Regions from separate parts of the Sus scrofa genome. Here region 1 is linked to region 2. The links are chromatin contacts, called in public Hi-C maps. All regions are on one chromosome and are shown on one strand. Each heading gives the region's core, a stretch centred on a gene start, on an enhancer-like site or on the middle of the called end of the contact. The rest is flanking DNA. Distances are from core to core; before and after follow the strand shown. Region 1 holds the start of SLC2A13 (proton myo-inositol cotransporter). Region 2 overlaps SLC2A13 (proton myo-inositol cotransporter).

Region 1 (3,706 bases), core at 860-3,359, 130 kb before region 2:
TACAGTGGATACTTAGTGTTCCTGGAGGTTGTAAAACAAATAAAACATGTACTTAAAACTTGGGCTTTCGAACTCACCTTGCAAACCAACAATAATACTTATTGTTTACTCTGCAATAGCAACTAAGTATATTTCAAAATTCTTTTTTCATTTCCAGTAACTGAGTCATTGCTGTACCATTATCTGCTCTGCAAATAGGAAAACAAGGCACAAACTAATTTAGTGGTTTATCAAAAGTTCTTAGTAAAACAGCGATAGTTATGGGACTCAATTCAGCTAATGGTCTTTCCTTTTCATCATAACCTGCAGTTAGGGCAGGCTTCAAGAAACTACATTTTAGACTCATGCCGTGGTGCTAAATTGCACTTGTCTCCTTCCAAAGGCTGGGAAGAACTCTGTTTAACTCTTGGACCCCTTTTTTTTTCATGTCATATTTCTTTTCAGATGTAACCTGACTGTAGGTATTTAGGTGCTCTGATGATATGAAGCAGGACCACTTTAAGTAGTTTAGTGTTCTGTGTCTCAAAAGCTGAATTTCCAGCAAGGGATGCTCAGGAGCCAAGATGTTCTTGCCAGGTGTAGAAGGCATTTTCTTTCATCTCAGCAAGAAAGAAGAGTCAACAGTACCAGCTGATTCTCACCTGGTAGAAAGAGCCCTGCTCTTCAAAAGCAATGAAACATCTCACCACCAGGTGGCGCAGTTTTATTACCGCAGGCACAGAAAAGGGCGCGTTCTTACCTGAATCTTTTTCTGAAGCCTGAATATTAAAGAGTTCATTGCTCCAGAGCTAAAAGCGCTCTCTGTTTAACTGATCCCTAGGAATTAGGAGAGAGCCTTACTTTAAAGCTACACAATAATTTGAGACAGTTTAGCCCTCTGAACCCATTAATTCATTTTTCCTTCTTGCTGGAAAGGAAAGTGCATATTATGGAGATAATCATGACTGATAATCCAGAGGAAAGAAATTTTGACAAATTCTAATATAAGTTTTTATTGAAATAGAGACGACAGAATCCTTTTCTTCAAAAGGAAAAAGTTTAAGGCTGTATGAAAAAAAGAGGCCTCGGACTAAGAAAACTTTCGCTCAGATAAGGAAAATAAAAGAACACAGGAATGGTGAGGAATGGAATTATACGATGCTTTACCTCCTCCACTCAAACTGAAGAATGAAAGCAAATCATAGGGACAAAGTCATGTTTTTATTCTAAAGTTAAGCTGCATAAAATGATTTACTAATAATTTATGTCAAAATGAGGGGAAAAACTAACAACTGGCAATTAACTCAACAGTTTAAAAAATTGGTGGTAAGTAATGGCATCTTTGCTTTGTTTCAAGCCAATGAGGCAGTTAAAATTGCCTCTGCAAAGGAAGGGCAACAGTGAAGAATTCTCAAGGGAGAAGACATTTTTCCTCTTGGTGAGTGTGTTGGGGGAGTTAGGTGGAGACTGCCTATTAAACTTCAAATCAGATGAAATCTTAGGTTTACTTTGTACCAGTAAGAGCTACCTGGTGATATGAGAGTGAAATGTATAAATGTGAATTTCCTTTTACACATAGGGATCCATGGAAGGATGTTTGGGATTCACCTGGGGAGACACTTATCTCTGCGCTCAAACAAGGGGTATTTTGCTTTTAAAATAAGCATAGATTGAGGAGAGACCGGCGTTGGGGGAAACTTTATTGCTCCAGAACAAACTCATTAATGTTAAAATACTATACAAGGGAGGAAGGGTACTTGCTATGTGCTATAACAGGATATGATATATTTTCCTAGGCCATTCCAGGCTTGGCCATCCTCAGGCTGCATTAAGGGGTTTTCTCTTTGCCTTTCCAAACCGTGCAATCATCGTAGGCCCTTTCTCCTATTACCAGGTATTCAAACAGCGGCCTGCTCCTCAGCTGCAGCCCCCAAACTAGGCGTCTGTAAAGCTGTAAAGATGCGAGAGCCCTAACAGGAGGCGCCTAGGTCAGAGGTCGCCCTCGACTTGGGGGTGGGGTCTAGGGGTCCTGGGCGGGCTGAGCCTGGCCCCACCCGAGGAGGGCGGAGCGTCCCTGCCCGGCCCCCCCGGGCCGGGGCTGCACGTGACCTGCGGCCCCGCCTCCCGCCCGCTCCGCAGCGCCAGCTCGGCAGGAGCGGGGCGTGAGTCCCGAGTGAAACCCGCCAGGCTCCAACTCCGCAGCGCCGGGGCTCGGCGGGCAGCAACTTTCTCCCCGGAGCGGCCGCGGCAGCTGCGGCTGCCCTGGCAGTCGGAGCGGGAGCTGGGAGGAGGAAGGCGGCTGCGGTTCCTTGTGTCCGCTCGGGCTGTCTAGCCCTCCTAGACCGCCGGCCCGCGGAGCCTCGAGCCCCCCCCGGGCAGCCCCGGGCTCCTGCCCTATGTCCCGCAAGGCGAGCGAGAATGTGGAGTATACGCTGCGAAGCCTGAGCAGCCTCATGGGCGAGCGGCGCAGGAAGCAGCAGGAGCCGGACGCAGCGAGCGCGGCCGGGGAGCGCAGCCTCCTGGCGGCCGCCGAGTCGAGCGCCAGCCTGCAGGGCGCGGGCGCGGGCGGCGGCGGCGGCGTCGGGGACCTGGAGCGCGCGGCCCGGCGGCAGTTCCAGCAGGACGAGACCCCCGCCTTCGTGTACGTGGTTGCCGTCTTCTCCGCGCTGGGCGGCTTCCTGTTCGGCTATGACACCGGGGTGGTGTCGGGGGCCATGCTGCTGCTCAAGCGGCAGCTCAGCCTGGACGCGCTGTGGCAGGAGCTGCTCGTGTCAAGCACGGTGGGAGCGGCTGCCGTCTCGGCGCTAGCCGGCGGGGCCCTCAACGGCGCCTTCGGCCGCCGCGCCGCCATCCTGCTGGCCAGTGCCCTCTTCACCGCCGGCTCCGCGGTGCTTGCTGCGGCGAACAACAAGGAGACGCTGCTCGCCGGCCGCCTGGTTGTAGGGCTCGGCATCGGTGAGTTCCGGCTTGGGCGCCCGGGGGGGGGTTCCCTGGCGACACCGCCCTGACCCTGGTCGCTGCGTTCCCTATGCCCCTTCGGGGTCCCCGTCGGGTCCGGCCGGCCCTGGAGAATGCTCCATGTCTCTTGCGCCTGCTTGGAAAGCCCATCTGTTTGTTAGTCCGGCCTCTCAGGCTCCCCGGGGATAGGGATGGGGGTTCGCTGTGGTTCCTCCCACCCCGAGCCCCACGTGGAATCATCGCCCACGGACTAGTGAATCCGCGTGATTGCTGCCTCTCTGAGCATTTCCAGGAATCCCTCGCATCACCAGCTTTTTCCTTGATCCAGCCCTACCTGATGCCTATCTAGAGCTTAGGAGGGAAGGTCCCTTTACTTTCAGGCAGTCTCACTGTTTCTCCGCTGCTAGACCCTTTACTTGTCTAAGGATTCCGAAGTACGAACGCAGTCAGTCTTAAAGTCACAGTAAGAGAATTTTTAAAGTTAATTAAATCATCTGGACTCTATTCTTTGCTACTCTTCACTTTCCTTTTCTAGCCATTTATCTTTAGGGTGGAGTGTTATTTTTTTTCCTCCTTTTGTTTTTACTTTTTGTATTGCCCTTTGCTTCCATGTTTTTCTGAAATGAATTCTTGGCTTTTCTGTTTTTATCACTTTTTCCTTTAAATCCATGTTCATCCATTCTCGTTTTTGTTTTGCCTCTCCTGCTTTCCCTTGGGTTATGTTCACTTCCTAAATTCATTTCAGAGCTACTCACGATGTGGATAAATG
Region 2 (3,947 bases), core at 834-3,333:
TTTCTTGCATTACCAAATGTGACTGAGTCTCAGATAAAATGAATGATGCTTAGGTGACTTAAAACAGTTGATCAAATATATAGTTCTATAAAATGGATGACTGTAATAGTGTAACTCTAGATACGGGAAGAAGCAATGTGGTGAGGGGACTGTTTTCTAACAGACGAGTAAGACAGGTGGTCGAGAGGCTTTTGGCCACTGTTAACAGGGTCTAGTCCAGTAATGGCACATGAGTGACCTATCAGTGACATCCTTGCCTGACCTGGGAATGTGCATTCCTAGTACTGTGAGACAAATTGGTTCTGAAATGCCTCCCAAACCTTGGTCAAAATTAGGACGAAAGAAAAAAATTAGGACCGAAAGGGAAGGGATTATAAATTATGTTGCCCACCATCCAGTTCTATAAGAATTAAATCATTAGTCACTGCAATCGCTGACCTTCAGTCCACCCTGAAAGGAATTCAGGGTGAAGATGAGGATGAGGCACACTGCTCTGGGAGAACGGACAGAGCTGGTCCTCGGATAGCCAGGTATTTTTCTGGAGGAATTTTTTATAAACCTGATTTTTATATCTAAAAAAGCACATTTTAAAACAGTTAACTAAAAGATGGTTAACTAAGCCTCATGGCTAGCAGCAATTTAGATGTGTGCTTGGCTGCACATAACCCTTTCACCAAAATCACACGTTACTGACCCCCCCCCCCGCCCCGCCACACACACACACACACACACACACACACCCCGCATCACCCTGAACCGTTCTCAGAGCTCTCTGAGAGACTCTTTCCCAGGTTATAATCTTCAGGTTGGCTCAGATGGAATTTTCTTTCTTAGACTGACTATTGATTAATTTCTTTGATGACACACTTTTGCAGATAGTTTCTGGGAAGCTATCTTTTGTATGTATCTTTTGATTATACACATTTCAAACACTTTTTTTTTTTTTTGGTAGCTGCAACTATATATTTTGTTAGTGCCTCCTAAGGTCTGAAGGATCATAGCAATGTCTTTAGAGACATTTTTCTTCCAACCTCCTTACAAACTGGAAAGCAGGGATTTAGAAGTGACATCTGTCAAATGTTCCCTAGCAATTGCTGTTAACAGCATTGTCATTCAGTCCTGGTTTCAGAGGTGCACTGTCTCTGGCTGCTGAAGTGCGACCTCCTATGCTACTTTCTACTCTGGGATTACAGTGGTAAAACTGGGTTCTGAGCACTTGTTCCACAGATTGTGCTTTGTTGTTTTGAACGTGGCTGAACCTATGGAAGCAGCCTTATCCATGGCCATGATACCTTTTCCTTGTTTGTTTACATTTGGAAGAATGTTAAAAAAAAAAAAAAAAAAAGTGAAAGGAAAAGGTGGAGTCGAGTATGTCCTAGTGATTTTGAGCAGGTAAGACCAAACTGATGATATTAAAGCTAGCTTTTAGGTTCATTGTGGTCATGCAGGTGCAATAGAAAAACATAAACAATAAATGGAGATTGAGAACCCCTCCCCCCAAAAAAGAAAAGCATAAACATCACGTCTTTCATTAACACGTGTTCTAACATTTCATAGTAAATGGTTATATCTCCCTTGATTATTATACTGGAAACAATGCTAATTTCTATACCTGGAGTCAAAGTACTTGCCAAATGGCAAGGATTGTTTAAAGAATTAATCCACTGCTAAAGATAAATTTTGAAGAAAGAGGAGATCTGTTCTCAAGTGGCAAAAGAACATCATTAATATCTTCTCTAGCACTCAAAGACAAGAGACAGATGCTACTAAAAAAATATTATGAACTTCTCATGATTGTTTCCCATAAAACACAACTGATTTCATGGTCCTGTAATTTGAACTGTCAATCTAATTTAGCAGGTTTCTGTTGAAAAATATGATTTCTAAAAAATTGAGATGAGAATTGAATTTACTATTATGTACAGCATTTTTTGGGGGAAATAATCAACAAAACATGTAATAAAGGAAAATTAGAAACCTGAAATATCAAAACTCACAGGGATATTAATGAGTTTAATGTGACTTTAAGTTTAATAAGCAGCACCCGGACTCCCAGGCCATCAGCAGGGCTAACGATGTGCATCCTCCACAGTTTCTCAGGGCCTTGTACTCAGGAGGGCCCTGTTGCTAGTCGCTGCTTTGATATTTTTAGTAATTTTCGAATGAGGGGCTCATATTTTCATTTTGCTTGGCCTTACAGATTATATAGCCAGTCCTGACCATTGATGAGTTACTAATCTGAATTTCAGAAAAGGCAGCAAAGATCCTCAATAGATGCAAAACTGTAGAATTTAAGGTCTCAGCAAAGTTTTCTAGAAACTGAAAGCTCCACGTTCTCTCCAAGGCAATGGTTCTCAAGCAGGAGCAATTCTGCCCCCTAGTGGACATTTAGCAATGTCTAGAGACATTTTCAGTTGTGCCAGCTCCAGGGAAGATGCTACTGGCATCTAGTGGTAATAGGCTGTTTAATCCTACGAATGCGCAAGGCAGCCTCCAAAACAAAGACTTTGGGGGCCCCAAATTTCTACACTGCAGAAACTGAAAAGTCCCTCATAACTCATTGTTTGTGTCTCCAACACATGGTACTGCCCCAGGGAGTTTACTCAGTGTGTGTTGAACCAGTGGGTGCAGCCTGGATCTGAGGTGGTTCTTTCCTTCCCATTACAGACTGAAGAATAAATCTGGTGTTTATTATATGTAATCTAACATTTCCACAAGGTACAGTATGGAGAGATATGCTCTCCTGAGGCAGTGCCACTTCTCACACTTACCCAGTTAACTGGCGGGCTCCTACCCTCTTAAAACCTTCTCACAAGTGTGCCACACTCATAGTTGATGGATGACTTTAACAGGATACCTTTATATTTCTCCTGCCACCTGTTGGGCTGTCAGTTTACCAAGTCTTTGGGTGTTTCCCCAAATCTGTTTATGCCATTGTGCTGTCATTATACAATGGTTGCTGTCATTATACAATGTAATCAACTATTATAGAAATTTAGAGAAAGAAAAATACAAAAAAGGAGAGAGATTTCAGTGAAAATCTAAGTTCAGTGCTTTATAAAGATTCAATAAAGGTGTCACCAAAGAAAAATTGCCCTTGAATTAATAAGAAAGATGACTCTAAAAGATTTTGGGGAGAATCAGTATAATTAGACAGAGTCTGTGTTGAATTTGTATAATCATCTTAAGTTTCCACTGTTTTTTTGTGGTGATTATAGACAAATATCTGTGGTTTTTACAGGAAAGTCAATACCTTAGCTAGCTGATCCATGCTCAGAAAAAGGCCTGACTTACATCACAAGATTGCAGAATGACATTGATATATTTTGGGATTGTATGCATTTTATTTAGAAATGTAACTTAAGATGATTTTCTTAATAATCAGTGTAACAGACAACAGAATTTCTACTGTATTTTCTGAAGAAAAAAAGAATATCTTTAGATATTCTACTTTTGTCACTTCTAGAGCTGAACAGCTCTCAGCTCAGTGAAGTCTATGAATAATTTTCCTAACTTACCACTGCTGTGTATCTTAAGAAGATATTCCTTTAGTTTGGGATTCCATAAACACCAACATAAGGCTGTCTCTTGCCAGATACAGGACTTACATCTTTAAGAACTGCTTGCTTTCTTTTTTAGTTCATATATTTTCTCCCTTGAAATTTCCTTGTGGCTGGATAGATTAGAGGTAGTGTGTCATGTTCTTTTAGAATTGAACAAGTATAAATGATTAGAAATGTAGTCAAATCAGTTAATTTTTTTACTGCTGGAATTGAGGTGAGCGATTCATTTGTCTGTGTGGTTTTCAGGATGGCTTTTAACTGATATTATATTGTTAGGACTCATGCTTCTGACCTGGAGCAGAGTTCTGGGTCTCTTAATCCTGAGCTTGTTGAAAGAAAAAAGTGTGCAACCTTTTTAATATAAATCACCCCTTGGTACTTTTT

What was found. A called contact is a pair of places that touch in the nucleus more often than the background predicts.
Region 1: a Hi-C map of subcutaneous adipose tissue shows a contact between it and region 2, with 5 times the contacts expected there. The contact joins the promoter of SLC2A13 here to the enhancer-like site in region 2. A contact is called at or near these places in 4 of 5 promoter capture datasets (fetal liver, fetal skeletal muscle, liver and 1 more), 28 of 47 Hi-C or Micro-C datasets (adipose tissue, alveolar macrophages, blood and 16 more) and 2 of 2 datasets of contacts at active chromatin or transcription factors (alveolar macrophages and skeletal muscle).

Annotation. Positions count from the first base shown.
Region 1 is chr5:71,672,256-71,675,961 of Sscrofa11.1, reverse strand. It overlaps SLC2A13 (proton myo-inositol cotransporter), which reads left to right and starts at 2,109. Exons shown (of 10, transcript XM_021092534.1): 1 at 2,109-2,934. The coding sequence starts at 2,376. It overlaps LOC102165502 (a long non-coding RNA gene), which reads left to right. Exons shown (of 3, transcript XR_002344154.1): 3 at 1-446.
Region 2 is chr5:71,546,382-71,550,328 of Sscrofa11.1, reverse strand. All of the region lies in intron 3 of SLC2A13 (proton myo-inositol cotransporter), which reads left to right. Among named protein-coding and RNA genes, the nearest start is that of SLC2A13, 130 kb to the left of the region's middle. Within about 2 kb of position 2,083, at least 13 of the 83 cell types and tissues checked have an H3K27ac peak or open chromatin away from gene starts, as enhancers often do. A contact at or near this core is called in adipose tissue and subcutaneous adipose tissue, where this site is marked.